Regions from separate parts of the Sus scrofa genome. Here regions 2, 3 and 4 are each linked to region 1. Evidence: chromatin contacts called from public Hi-C and HiChIP or PLAC-seq data. All regions are on one chromosome and are shown on one strand. The core of a region is the stretch at or near the end of the contact, and the rest is flanking DNA. Distances in the headings are between cores, read along the strand shown.

Region 1 (3,474 bases), core at 73-2,572:
CTGGAGAGCATGCCCTTGGAAGGAGTTGATTCTATGTCTGCCTTTCAGAAAGAGTACGTTTGTTAAAACCACCAGCCTACACATTTGACTTTGCTGAAAACTCCCTCCCTAACCTTGGGTAATCAATCACTAACTGGACTTCAGTTACAGTGACCAACCAATCCAGTTTGCCAGCGACTGAGTGGTTTCCTGGGACACGGGACTTTTATTGCTAAAACCGGGATATTCCATCAACCTAGCTCAGTTCCATATCGATGAAAATGAGATTGGACCAGACAGTGGTGGGAAATTCTGCCAAACCCTGCATTCTGGCAGACATTGCCAAATGCCCTTGGCACTAATTCTTGTGAGTTTGAATATATCCTTACAATCCTTTGCAACAAGGCCAGCTACTGTCATTCATAGTCGGCACCAGTTTACCAGTTTACCATCCTTGGACTGAGTTTTTGACAAGCTGGGATTTTAAGGATAGAATCTATTGGGGACCAACTTCGAGTCAAGCTCTGCCATGAATCCCATGTCACACTCTCTCCAGCTTGCGCTCAATGACTTCCCTGGAACTTGTGGATCTTGTTTTTTAGGATTTGATTGCACATTTGTGTAAATATATGGACTGGCACTGGATTGTATAATTCAGCTTGTTCTTTAGAAATGTAAATTTATTGAGTGCACATCATGTGCTAGAACTATACAAAGGTTATCACTCTAACACTGTGAGCTTGTGAGTGTCTGCGTTTTGGAAACAAGCACACTGAGGCTTAGCCCCAGTGCCTGTGGAAGGGCCCCAGCCCGCAGGCAGTGAAGGTGAGCGAGATCCCTTTTGAGTCCCTTCTGACTCAACAGCTCTGACCTTTCCACCATGATGTGGATTCATTCGGATTCTTTCGTCTCTTCCACCTTTAGCCTTTGATGTGCACAGCCCACACCCATCCAGGTCGGTTTTCAGACGCAAAGTCTGCAAGGACTTAAGTTTCCTCGCCTTCACGTGACAGTCTGGGGCTACTCCGCGCTGCCGGGGAGCCCAAAAGTTCCAGACAGTGGAAAGAAAGGACTCGCGCAGGCCGCTTCCTGTCTCCTAGAACCGAGCAGACCCCCACAGGGTGATTCCACACAAAGTGGCCCGCGGGCGGGCCTGAGGGCGAGGGCCGCGCGGCAGGAGGAGCTCGGTTTCACTGCCGCCCTTGGGCGCCGCCAGCCGGAGGGCGGCGCATGCGCGGCGCGGATCGCGGAGTTGTGAATGGTGCGTTTTGTTTGCCGGAGTTTGGGGCGGGCGGGCGCGCGAGGAGGAGGGGTGGGGCCGGCGGGGGCGGAGCGGGAGGGCTAGCGAGGTGGGCGGCGAGAGGAAGTGGCTGCGGCGGCGGCGGCGGCGGCCGGGGGCGGCGAGTGCTGGGACCGCGCGGGCGGTAGGCAACGGCTGAGGCGGCGGCAGCGGTGCAGCGGCGTGGGTTGGGCTCGAGCGGGCAGCGGCACCTCAGACTCCCGGGAGCGGGAGCCCACGCGGGCGGGCGCCTGAAACAAAGGGAAGCGAGAGTCAGGGCGCCGCGGGTGGGCGGTCAGTCGGTCAGCGCGTAGCCGGCCAGCGGGTGCCCGCGCAAGCCCGGAGCCCGGCCGGCCGGCACGGCCTCAGGGCGGGAAGATGCCGCGTGTCGTGCCTGACCAGAGAAGCAAGTTCGAGAACGAGGAGTTCTTCAGGAAGCTGAGCCGCGAATGTGAGGTGAGGCAGGCGGGCGGGCGGCGGGGAGGCCGCGGCGCGCCCCGAGTGGGCCCGGGCGGAGAAAAGTTTGGGCTGCGCGGCCCGCGGAGGAGCAATCTCGCCCGGGCAGCCGTCTGCCCGCAGACTCTGCTTGCCCTTATCGGCGCCGCGCGGGGCGGGCGGCGTCGCGGATTTGGCTCCTGATTTCGGGCCGTCTCTGCCTTGCAGATTAAGTACACGGGCTTCAGGGACCGGCCCCACGAGGAGCGCCAGGCGCGCTTCCAGAACGCCTGCCGCGACGGCCGCTCGGAAATCGTAAGTCCGCTGGGCAGGGGCGCGGGGAGCGGGGCGCGAGGCGCGCTCAGGGCACTTGTTGCGCGGGGGCCGCCGGGGCCCAGGCGGGTTCCGCGCGGCGCCGCGGACGCCGCGGCTCCCGGAACTGAGCGGGCGCCGTCTCACTTCCTACTCGGGATTCAAAATGCGAAACCAGACACTGGCGGGCCGCGTCCTCGCGGGGAGACGCTTCCCTGTGGCCCTCGGTGGGCGGAATCTGTTTCCCAGACACGGCTCCGCACACACCGTGCGGTGAGTGGAACTCGAACCGGAGCCCAACTAAACAGGGCAAGGCCGCTGTAAGGGCTGTGTCACTGCTTAAAGGGTCAGGGTGTTATTAGTAGGAAGAAAACAGCCGTACGGAAAAAGAATTGGGCTTCGTTCAAGGTTCTAGTTCTTGGGCGTTAGTTTGTCTCTAAGACGCTAGATTTTTAGTAAATCTGTATGTGGAGCTGTCCCACTTTCAGGATAGCTGAGAGTAAATGAGAGTAAATCCAATTATCTGTTGTCCTAATAGAGGGAAAAAAAGTCCTCAAGAACGTGTCATTCTCTTCCTCGAATGTTAAGCCTCAGGAGACCCGGAAAGAAACCATTGGGTTTTTTCCAAAGCTAAAAAAACTCCCGTTTAGGCCTGCAATTCCTAAATAATTGCATAGCTTTGCAAAACTCACAGTTGATCTGAGGCCGTATTTTAGGTGGTAGATTTCGTACTTCATGGCTACCAAACCTAACGTGGAAAAAAAATTCAGGTGTTCTAGTTTCTCCCATCTTCTGATTTTCCCTATTGGAGGTACTAATGAGGAGGAAATGATCCAAAAAGTGGATAGAAAAAAGAGAAGAGGTTGATTATTATTTAAACAAAAAAATTGAAGCACTGTATAATGGAATCTAATGGTCTCCATGACCTGGGCCATCACATCTCTGGACACTTGAAGTATGGGCACGGTTTGAATTTAGGTTAACAATAGGAAGACTTACTGGAACGTTTACTTTTACCACCCCTTGTACAGTATAGAATCTGTTTTTATTGGGATGTAATTTACATTATAAAATTTTATCTTTCCATCACTGAAATCAAATTTATTTTTAAGAGTATTTTGATATTTAAAATGAAGGCTTTTTAGAGTTGTGTTACAGATAATGAGAAGATATTGGTCAGATTTATTAGGAGCTCTAGAATGTTTGGTCGTTATTTCCTGTTATAAAAGGGAATCTCTAGCTTTTCACCCACTTTCTTGAGTAGTTGTAATAGTTACATGACTCAAATATATAGGACACATACTTTTTGGTTTTGGCACTGAGTGGTAGAATAACCATTCATTCATTGATTATATCATCCTTTTCTGGCTTTCCTTTTGGAAAAGGTGGATGGTATGTATACCTAACCAATGCTTCTCTTGGAGGTAATTGATGTAAGTATGAAAGATGAGTTACAAAATGCTTTCACA
Region 2 (3,372 bases), core at 624-3,123, 180 kb after region 1:
GCTTCTACTTTTGAAGCCTTACCATCTTAGTAGCCAACATCTTCATCACCCCAGAACTGGATTCCTTCCACAGTCTCCCACCTGATCGCCCTGCCTCCAGGCTCATCCTTGCTAATCAATCTGCACACTGCAACAAGGTTAGTTTCCTAAAAAAATAGCTTTCAGTTTCAGTGCACTCCTGATGAAAACCTTCAGCGTTCCCTAGTACCCTCAAAACAAAATCTCTTCTCCTGGGCCAGTGCGGCCAGGCCTCCAGGCCTGACTGGACCTCTTGTCCAAGAGCTTCCCCAACCCAGTCTCCTCACTAACCTACAAACACAGCCTGTCTACTTCCTTATTTCCTTTTGCCTATGTGGATCTTTTCCCTGGAATGTTCTTCCTTAAGCCTGACCTCACCAGCGCATTCTGATCTCTTCTTCCCTTTTCTGATCCCCAGTACACAGAAGGTACTCAGCCAACACTTACGGATTGAATGAAGTAAGGATGGATGGTCTTTTACCTTGATATTCACCAAAGGTTTGCTCAAGGAAGGGGTGGGAATATAAAGCAGATCATTACTGGGAGAACAGCCTCTGGGCCAGGGAAGCTGAGCCTGGGGAAGAGATCACTGATGGGGACTGGGACTGATCAAACCCCTGTTCCCAGGGGAAGGTAGGAAAACCTGTCTCAGTTGAGGTAAGATAGTGGCCATCCTGCCTTCTGGGGCTCAGCAACCAACCCAAGGAGCAAAGGGAAGGCAATAAAGCTGGCCTCACTGAGGGGAGGAAGCATGATTCTTTGAGCTGAGAAGGGAGGAGGCCTTTCCAGAGGGACCAAAAGAGGCAACGATAGGGAGGAGTGGTCATGCTATGAACCCCATCCCAAGGAACTACTAGAGATATGACTGGTCATCTCTGAGATCTTTGGGGATGGAATAGATATCCTCTGGGGCAGAAGGAGGAAAGGATCCCATGGCAGGGGGCTCACTGGGGTTGGAGCTGTCTTGTTTTTGCTAAGGGGAAGGAGCACCATTCTAAGGACCAGTGGGGAAAGGGTGGCATGTCTCCCTTGGGCTGTGGGAGGGGGCTGCCAAGTCTCAGAGCAAAAAGGATGGAGAGGCCACCGAAAGAGACCACTGGGGACAAAATCTGTTACCTCTCTACGGACAATGGCAGCAGAGTGGTCTTGCTCCCGGCTAAGGAAAGAGAAAACATCCTATGGGGTGAAGGGGGTACGGATGGCCATCACTATGGGCAGAAGGAGTCCGGGGGCAGGCCTCTCCCCAGGGAAGGAACTCAGAGACCATGCCTGAAGTTGATGGGAAGGGGCAGTCAGTTGCCCACCGCCAGGTGAGGGGGGCGGGGGCGGGGGCGGCGTCTCTCTGGGAGGAGGGAATGGAGAGACCATTCCAAGGGCCAATGGGGACAAGATAGGGTTACCCTTGGGGATGATGGGATGGAGCCGATATCTTCCAGAATTGAGGGGGAGGGGCGGCCATCGCAAGAGATGGGGGGTAGGCAGAGGCCCTGTCCTCGTTGAGGTGAAAGAGCAACAATCTCCTGGGGCCGATGGGGACGGAGAGGATGGTCCCTCAAGGTAAGCGGACGGAGTGGCCCAAAGGCGGGGCCATTACCCATAGCCTGCTGGTCCTAGGAGCTCCCGATCGGGTCGTTTCCGCCAGACGGGCGGGGCCAGGCGAGCTATCTGACAGCCCTCCCCACAGCCTGGGACCCCGAGGGCGGGGTCTGTCCCGAGCTAGGCCAGAGGGCGGCCTCCTCTCACCTCCAGGGGCAGCGACTCCGCCATCGCATCCCTGCCGCCTCCGCCCCCGCGCAATGCTTTCTGGGAAGTGTAGTCCGGCCGACTCTGCTGGGCGGAGCTTGGGAAGGAAGTGGACGTCCCATTTCCGTCCCAGTTGCTGACGATTTGGGTCTGCACCGGAAGTGCCTTGCTGCCGATGTGTTATCCAGTGACTGCGGTTTCTGTCGTTCTCCCTTCTTTCCCAGCCTGGGTATTTGCGTCGCACCATGGCGGTAAGGAGGGCGGGTGGGGCGGAGTCGTCATGGCAAAGCGGTCCCGGGGCCAAGAGACTGAAAACAGAAGGAGGACCGCAAGGGACGTGGGTCGGCCAGAGAGGGGCGCCATCCAGTGGCTGGGCCGTACCAGATCGAGGTGGGCAGTGGAGAGGCGAAGGACCTTACCAGAAGTCTTGCCCGAGTGGGCTAGGCTTCCGTACCAGACAGTATCAGGACTAGCTAGAGGTTTGAGAGGCCTACGCCGCGTCAGCTCAGATCTGGTCTACTCCTGCAGAGGCCCAAGAGGGGCACCATTCAAGCCCACTCAGAGGAGTCCCTTCTAAAGGGTTTGTCCGCTCACAACTGAGTTATCAGAGGATCCAGGAGATACTGTCCTAGTATTGGATTGTTCCCATCCGGAGCAGGAGGTAGTCATTGCTGCGTGTGCAGGGAAGATGGTGTCAGCTCTAAGCAGGACAGTTTGGAGAGGTGGACATTCCAAGGATTGTAATAGATTTGAGCACCATGGGGATGTCAGATGAGGTACAGATGGAACTCTGTAGCTAACCAGAATGGTGGGAAAGTAGAGAAGACCCTGGCTGACGAGGGTTCTGACAGCATCTCACCATCTCTCTGCAGCCTAAGGGCAAAGTGGGCACGAGAGGGAAGAAGCAGATATTTGAGGAGAACAAAGAGACCCTGAAGTTCTATCTGCGGATCATACTGGGGGCCAACGTAAGTGCTTGCTTCCTTGCTAATGTGCCCACCCAGGGTCCCGCAGTCTTCAGCTCTGTTTGGTGGGGTGGAGTGGTGGTGGTATGTGACAGCCAAAGCCTGAAAAGAAAACTCCAATTGAAATTAAATGAGGGAGTTCTTTTTGTGGCTTAGCGGTTAATGAACCCAACTAAGATCCATGAAAGATGCAGGTTCTATCCCTGGCCTCACTCAGTGGTTTAAGGATCTGGCACTGCTGTGAGCTGTCGTATAGGTTGCAGATGTGGCTCAGATCCCACATGGCTGTGGTGGTGGTGCAGGCCAGCAGCTACAGCTCTGATTCAACCCCTTGCCTGGGAACTTCTGTATGCCCCAGGTGCGGCTCAGATAAAAAAATTGGGGAGTTCTCTTTTGGTGCCTTGGGTTAAGGATTTGGCATTGTCACTGCAGCAGCTTGGGTCATTGCTGTGGTGTGGGTTCAGTCCCTTGCCTGGGAACTTCCACACACCTCAGGTGTGGCCAAAAAAAAGAGTTCCCTGTTGGCTCAGTGAGTTAAGGATCTGGCGTTGTCACTGCTCTTGCTCTCGTTACAGCTGTGGCATGGGTACAGGCAAAAGAAAAATAAGGAATAAACATTGGAGTTCCCATTCTGGCTCAACGGGTT
Region 3 (3,308 bases), core at 593-3,092, 200 kb after region 1:
GTAACACATTATCCTTGCTTTCAGCAAGGGAGCAGAGAACAGAAGGCAGAGCACCTGGTGAGGGGGTGGTGGTGGTGTGCTCCTAAATGAGGGGGAGGGGTGAGGGTAATTCTGAGCCTCTCTCCTATAGCTGACCTCCCAAACTTGCCCCTAATTGGGAAAAGGGGTGTTATGGCTAAGTCCTGTCCTAGAGTTGGAGTGGGAGGAATACTCTGTTCTCTGTTGTGCTCCAGGCTTATTTCAGTACTAGGAGTTCTGGGAGCCTGGAAACAAGAACCTGGCCTCAGTTCAGTACCCTTCTCTCCCCTGCGCCCATCTTGAAAGGGAGGTGGCCTCTGGCTGGAGGTGCTTCTTTCAGGCCCATTTCAGTTTGCTCCTTTGAACAGGGCAAGACAAGGAGGAGTGGCATCAAAACTCTGGAGAGGGCAACATGCTACACTCTTCAGTCCTTGTCTTCAAAGCCCTGGCTCTGCTCAGACACGCGCCACTCCCCAGGCCAATAGTCTCAGCACCTCTCCCGCCTGCGCTTGGAGGCGGGGCTGCCCCGCAGCGCTAGGAATGCAAGCTGGGGGCCCGGCGCCTGGGGCACATTCCAGGGGAGACCCTGGGCCCGGGGGGCAAGTTTACGCAACTCGGCGTCCAGCTAAGCCTGGGAGCAGCGGAGGGCACCCCCATCAACTCTCTCCTCTCTTCCTCATCATTTGGTGCGGAATGGCTGGTGGGACACTGCGAGGAGTAGTAGTGCGCCTAGCAGAGTTCTGGCCCGGAAACCAAGTGCACCGGAAAAGGCCGCCTGCGGGGGGCTGCGCGGCTAGCAGAAGGGGAGGTAGGGCCGGCCATCTGGAAATGGGCCTTTCCCGGCACTGTGCACGAGTCGGCTCTGGGGCGCAGGCAAACTAGAGCAGGCCGGCAGTTTAAAATTAGCCCGGCCTGCTCCCTCCCTTCCAGCCCCCGGCGGCTGCCGGCAGCTGCACGGGATGGTGGGGGCGGTGACTCAAAGGACTTTTCCACCAGTGCAGCCTCCCGCCAGTGTCCCGGGTCAGGCTGCTTCCCGGGGACTCCCCCTCACCCCGTGAAGTCTCTTCGCCGCCGCACTCCCAAGCCGAACTTCCACCTGCAGGGACAACACTCAGCCCAGCAGGACCCAATCCAGCCTCTAGACACCTCCAGTGGCCCGCCCCCGGTCCGCCCCTCCTCGTGGTCCCGCTTCCACCTCACCTGAAGCAGATGAAAGCTAGCCGGTCCTCAGCTCCGCCTCCTAGGTCCGCTACCACCCAAACACCTACCGCCACCCTATCCAGAGCAGTTAATCAGGCAAAAAGGCAGCGAGCGAAACCCGAGCGCCTCCCCCAGGTGGGCCTCATTTTCAAGGGACAGCTTGCGTGGCGCGCACAACCACCTCCCTTCTTCAGCTTCCTTCAATTTGAGAAGCGGCCCCCCAAGCCAGGCAACGTAGACCTTGGGTACCTAACCCAAAACTTTCCTGGTAGAGCACCCAAAGGCTTTCACGGCGCCAACCCTGAACCCTTGGTGGCCCCCAGCTTTTCTCCCGCTCCCCTCACCTTGAGCGGCGCCCCCAGCAGGCGGTGCAGCGCGGGTATCTGCGCGCCCAGGGGCAGCGCCCCGTCCAGGCTGCAGGTGGGGGCCCGGCGCGGCTCCGGGAAATTGGCACATGCGAAAGGGTCGGTGTCTTCTAGGTACTGTACCCGCACGGTCACCACTGATACCGGCTCCCCGTCCCCGCGGTCCTCCTCGCCGGCCATGGCTCAGACCCTGGCTCGAGCCGCGCACCTCTGGGCGGGTCCCGGCCCAGCCGCGGCGTCTACTCAACTAGTTCTGCTGTCTGGGCGGGGCCAGACCCGACGCTGGGGGAGAGGGGCGGAGCCATACGGAGGCGGGCCCGAAGAAGGGGGTGGGGCCAATAGTAGTCTCCCAGCGCGCGAGGTGGAAGCAAGCACCGCTGGTGGCGGAGCTTGCAGCCAAGAAATTCAGAGGGCATGATAGTCCTGTTGGTTCATTGGCTAGTCCGGCAGGAAAATTCGAGCTCGCGCACACCCCTTTCGAGAGCGCGCAGAATCTGGGAAGCTCTTTGGGCTTGGGGGCCGTGAAACTGCGCTCTCTTGGGGTTTCTTAGGGCAAGGTGGGTTGGAAGTTTCTTAAGACCATGGGTAGCCAGGTTCCTCTCGGTGTAAGGACGAGATGCTCCTGATTCCTTCAATTGAGGGATGGATGAAGTGGATGGGCTCCCCTTATTTGGGGAAAGCAAGGGAATGGGTCTCTTTCAGCTTGGAGCAAGGAGTGAAAATAGATTACACTCAATTCGAAGGAAAAGGTGGGATCATTTACCTTTAATTGGAGGAAGAAGAAGGACGTGCCCCTCACTCTGGGAAAAGGATGGGATGACAAGTTCTGCGGGGAGGTGAACTTATTACACTCAATTTGAGGGAAGAACTGGGTGGGTTGCCCTTCAGCTGCAAAGAAAAGTGGAATCGGCCCTTTTCTATTTGGGGAGAGATAAGCTGAAAGGCCCTTCAGATTTGGGGGAAAAGGTGGGTAGGTCCCTCTTAGTTTGAAGGGAATCGATAGGGTGCGGTTTCCACAGTTTAGGGAAGATCCCCTAAAAGATAACGTTTGCTTCATTGAGTCTCATGGAAAAAGTGAGACGAGTTCACTGTATTCTAAAGGAAAGGGAGGCCGAGTGCCCCTCGGTTTGGTAAATGAAGAGAAACAACCTCTTTCTTAGCTTGGAATGGGATGGGCCCAATCTGGGCCTTGGGGTTTCTGGGGACGGCGGGGACAGTTGTCCCTCTCGGCTTTCTATTAGAGCCCAGTGCGCGTGCGCAGCTCTGGTGCGGGCGGGGGCGCGAAGGGTCTCAAGCTTCTGAGGGCTGCGCGGAAGTCGGTGGCGCACTGCCCCCTGCAGTCTGCACGGGGCATGCCGGGGCCCGCGGCCTCATTACCCAGGGTCGGCTGCTTACAGCCGGCGGGCACTCCAGTGGCAGTGCCGCATTCCTCCCGCCTGGACCCCGGTCCCTGGCAGACCCCGTCACCCTCGCCTCCGGCCAGTTCTACGCAACGGTGTCCCTAGAGGACTGTGGCCGCTCACGGCTCTGAATCCGGGTCGGGGGAGGTTTAGAGAAGGTTTGGGGGAGCGGACTCGATGGAATAGGTTGCAGGACTTAGGGGAAGGCTGCGCCGGGGAATTTCCAGAGCCGAGACAGATTTAGAGCGGAGGAGCAAGGGTCCAGACTGCCGACGCTCAGGGCAGGGGCTCCGAGTCCGGACCTGGCTTGGGGGAATCGGAACTA
Region 4 (3,221 bases), core at 382-2,881, 150 kb after region 1:
CTTGAGCTGATGGAACATAAGGAAGTCGGGGGGCCTGGAGGGAAGGCTGGGAGGAACTCAGGGGCCATGCCAGTGGCTATTCATCTACCCTGTTTAAGAAATATTTCAATAAATTAACAGCCAAGGTGGCTAGAGCCACTTGACTGGGTGTCAGTCCTGACTCCGACTTTCCATGCTTGGGCACCCCAGCATGAGCTAATGTGCACCCTGCTTCATATGCCATTTAAAGCCCGAGCTACTGTCTGGGAGGTCCCCGGTGTGTCCCTCCACGCGGTCTCCCACCGCTGCCCCAGCCCCTTGATCAGTGGTGGTGTTTGTTGACTAGCTCTTGGAGGGCTGAGGCCCAGGGCCTTGCACACTCACCAGCTCGCAGCCGGGGCAGCAGCTGAGACATGGCCTGCAGTTGCTTGTGCTGGACAACCTGCCTCTGAAGGGGTTCTAGGGTCTTTGCAGCCTCGGCCATATCCCGGAGCAATCCACGGGCCTGGCCCAAGGCCTCACGGGCTCCCTGCACGGCTTCAAGAGCCCGGGCCAGCTGCCACACACCAGTCTTCACACCCTCCAGGTAGGACTGCACCACCGACTGGGGGAGAGAGGCCACCAGTGAGGCCTGGCCAGTCCCACAGCCCGCCCCCAGCACTCCTGCCTCCTGCCTGCCTGAGGCCCACCTTGATGCGTGCTTCCAGAGAACAGGTCCGCTGCACCTCGCGGCTGCGGTACTGGCCCAGCCTGGCCAGCTGTTCCGGCCGGTAGAAGACACCTGAGGCCCACTTGAGTGCTGCACCCCGGGCCAGCTGCTCCGCCCTCTCCTGCTCCGGCCACTCAGGTCCTAGGCAGGAAGAGCCTGGGCAGCCGCATCTTTTGGGCAGGGCCTACAGGAAGCGGCTGCCACCGAATCTGCTCCCCTACTCAGCCTGTTCCCCCAGAGCCCATCCCCCCCCACCTCTCCCCTGCTCTCCGACCAGACCTGGCAGGGAAGACTCAACCCCACCACCCCCATCTTTCTTGAGGCCATCCCTCCCTCAGCCCACCCAGAAGGGCTCCTACCCGGGGGAAATGCAGGCTGCATTTTGTTGTTGGCTGCTGAGTCCATGGCTGGCCCTGGAGAAGCTGGAGCAGAGGCAGGAGTGGGGGTGAGGTGGTCCAGGTTAGCACAGGCAGAGTGGGTGCTCCTCTGAGCTGCAGCCTCTGTCAAGGTCCCTCTGAGCAGGAGGAGGCCTTCCTAAGGAAGCGCTTCAGGAGATGCGAGGGAGGTGGATGTGATGAGGAGGCACCTGAGACGCCTTCGCCTGCTGGGTTTCTCAGTTTTGCCCCTCAGATGCCAAGTGAAGCCGGGTAGGCACAGGCCGTCACTGGACACCGCTCCGCTCGCACTCTCAGTTGCAGAGGACAGTTTGATACGGGACTCTCTAGCCTTGACCAGGCGTCCAGTTCTCCCTCCCCCACAAATAGCCTTAGCCTTGAGGCTGGCCCTCTCCCCCAGCCCTCTGGGCAGAACTGGGTACTCCCTCCACTGGCTCCCGAGGCCCACACCTTGGCAAGCAGCAGGAAAATTCCTCTCCCCAAGGAAGCCTCTGTCCCACCTCCCTGCCCAGGAGCTGCCTCCACCCTCCAAGGTCCCGCCCTCCCCAAGGCCACATGCAGAAAGGAAGGAAGCTGAGTCTCTGGTACTTTATTCCCAACAGGAAAGAGCATCTGCATTGTGGGACGGGGTGGGGAGGGCTGGGCGCCACTTCCTTGGGGGGAGGGGGGTGTACGCCTGTGATTACTGAGTTTTGAGCAGCCTAAGACCTCTTAGTGCTCAGCACACAGACGTGAACTAGATGGCCCCAGCTTGCATGGAGCGCAAGCTTTGCAAAGTTGAACGACGTCACTGTGTGAAAATCGCTTCGATGGGCCCTTCAGAGGCAGGTGTGTACCTCTGCAGAGAAGCAAGAGACCACAGGCTGTCGTGAGGAAGGTGTGTGAGGGGTGGTAGCGGAGAGGGGTGGAAGAGTTAGAAAACCTGTGTTTGTCTTGAGAGTTAAAGGGAGCCGTGGAAGGGACTACTAGGTAGTAACAATGTAGTGGACACTGGCTGCCACCCAAATCCACCCTTCAGGACAGAGACTTGTTCACCTAGTTGTCAGGAAGGTAGGCTGCGGAGGTCTCACAGCTGAGTCTCTCCATCAGTGTTAGGGTATAAAGGCTGAGTACTTTGCCTTGGAACGCTTTAGAAAGCTCACCCCAGTTTCAGATCTCCTATTAGGATAGGCCGAGTCTCCTATTCTAGCTATATTGCACTTTAATTCTCCTCTCAGCCCGATTCTGCCTGTCTTTCTCCATTACAGGTGTGGATACTCAAACTTCCTGCAGGCAGATCCCTTTCTCAAAGGCTATTTCCAGAAGTACTTGACCTAAAATAAACAATGACAGTGTTAAAAATAACACAGTGAGGAATTCCCTAGCAGCTCAGTGGGTTAAAGATCTGGCCCTGTCACTGTTGTGGTTGTCACTGCTGTGCATGGGTTAGAGCCCTGGCCCTAGAACTTCTGCATGGCATGGGCGTGGCCAAATCAATAAATAACAAATTGAGGAGTTCCCCTTGTGGCTCAGTGGGTTAAGAACTTGACATAGTGTCCGCAAGGATGCAGGTTCAATCCCTGGCCTTGCTCAGTGGGTTAAGGATCTGGTATTGCTGTGGCTGTGGTGTAGGCTGGCAGCTGTGGCTCAGATTCAACCCCTAGTCCTGAGAACTTCCATATGCCACAGGCACAGCTGAAAAACAAAAACAAAAACAAATTGATACTAGCAAACATAATTTGTCCACATGCCAGGAACTAAATACTTTACGTATATTTACACATAGGTAAACATGTTTGCCTTCGTTGAAAAATGGTTATAATTCCATGGCATCCAAGCACTGCAATGTGGAGATGAGAGAAAGTTGAGGCTGGGTTCAGGGAAAGAGTGGTGATGGAGACAAGTGGACAAGTTAGATGTATTTAGTGTTTGCTCTTTGGCAGGACGTGAAGCACAGGAATAGGGTGGGTGATCCAAGACAGTGCGGCAGCCATTAGGAGCAGGTTTGGGAAAACACATTGGGTTCATCAGGCATCATGGGCTCCTTTCCTGAGATGGGGGTTGAGGCTAAATTAGGAGAGCAGGAGCAGGTTGGCTAGCTAGGAAGGTTCTGGTGACTCCCTCGTCTCTACTGCCAGGGCTGCCCAACGACTTCCTCC

What was found. Hi-C and Micro-C count contacts between places; a contact is called where the count stands out from the background. HiChIP or PLAC-seq counts read pairs in DNA pulled down with a chosen protein or histone mark.
Region 2: a Hi-C map of mesenteric adipose tissue shows a contact between it and region 1, with 2.3 times the contacts expected there. The contact joins the promoter of TMEM208 here to the promoter of CBFB in region 1. A contact is called at or near these places in 1 of 47 Hi-C or Micro-C datasets (mesenteric adipose tissue) and 1 of 2 datasets of contacts at active chromatin or transcription factors (alveolar macrophages).
Region 3: a contact with region 1 is called in an H3K27ac HiChIP or PLAC-seq map of skeletal muscle. The contact joins the promoter of FHOD1 here to the promoter of CBFB in region 1. A contact is called at or near these places in 2 of 5 promoter capture datasets (fetal liver and liver), 5 of 47 Hi-C or Micro-C datasets (embryonic fibroblasts, heart right ventricle, liver and 2 more) and 2 of 2 datasets of contacts at active chromatin or transcription factors (alveolar macrophages and skeletal muscle).
Region 4: a contact with region 1 is called in an H3K27ac HiChIP or PLAC-seq map of alveolar macrophages. The contact joins the promoter of EXOC3L1 here to the promoter of CBFB in region 1. A contact is called at or near these places in 1 of 5 promoter capture datasets (liver), 1 of 47 Hi-C or Micro-C datasets (embryonic fibroblasts) and 2 of 2 datasets of contacts at active chromatin or transcription factors (alveolar macrophages and skeletal muscle).

Annotation. Positions count from the first base shown.
Region 1 is chr6:27,682,998-27,686,471 of Sscrofa11.1, forward strand. It overlaps CBFB (core-binding factor subunit beta), which reads left to right and starts at 1,323. Exons shown (of 6, transcript XM_021094056.1): 1 at 1,323-1,714; 2 at 1,922-2,008. The coding sequence starts at 1,637.
Region 2 is chr6:27,862,464-27,865,835 of Sscrofa11.1, forward strand. It overlaps TMEM208 (transmembrane protein 208), which reads left to right and starts at 1,874. Exons shown (of 5, transcript XM_005664411.3): 1 at 1,874-2,012; 2 at 2,634-2,729. The coding sequence starts at 2,007. It overlaps LRRC29 (leucine-rich repeat-containing protein 29), which reads right to left and starts at 2,008. Exons shown (of 7, transcript XM_013998260.2): 1 at 1,762-2,008. The coding sequence starts at 2,008.
Region 3 is chr6:27,881,235-27,884,542 of Sscrofa11.1, forward strand. FHOD1 (FH1/FH2 domain-containing protein 1) reads right to left here and starts at 1,843. Exons shown (of 24, transcript XM_021094071.1): 1 at 1,563-1,843. The coding sequence starts at 1,763. It overlaps SLC9A5 (sodium/hydrogen exchanger 5), which reads left to right and starts at 1,929. Exons shown (of 15, transcript XR_002344560.1): 1 at 1,929-3,308.
Region 4 is chr6:27,830,922-27,834,142 of Sscrofa11.1, forward strand. EXOC3L1 (exocyst complex component 3-like protein) reads right to left here and starts at 1,632. Exons shown (of 14, transcript XM_003126935.4): 1 at 1,534-1,632; 2 at 1,048-1,233; 3 at 669-872; 4 at 364-583. The coding sequence starts at 463.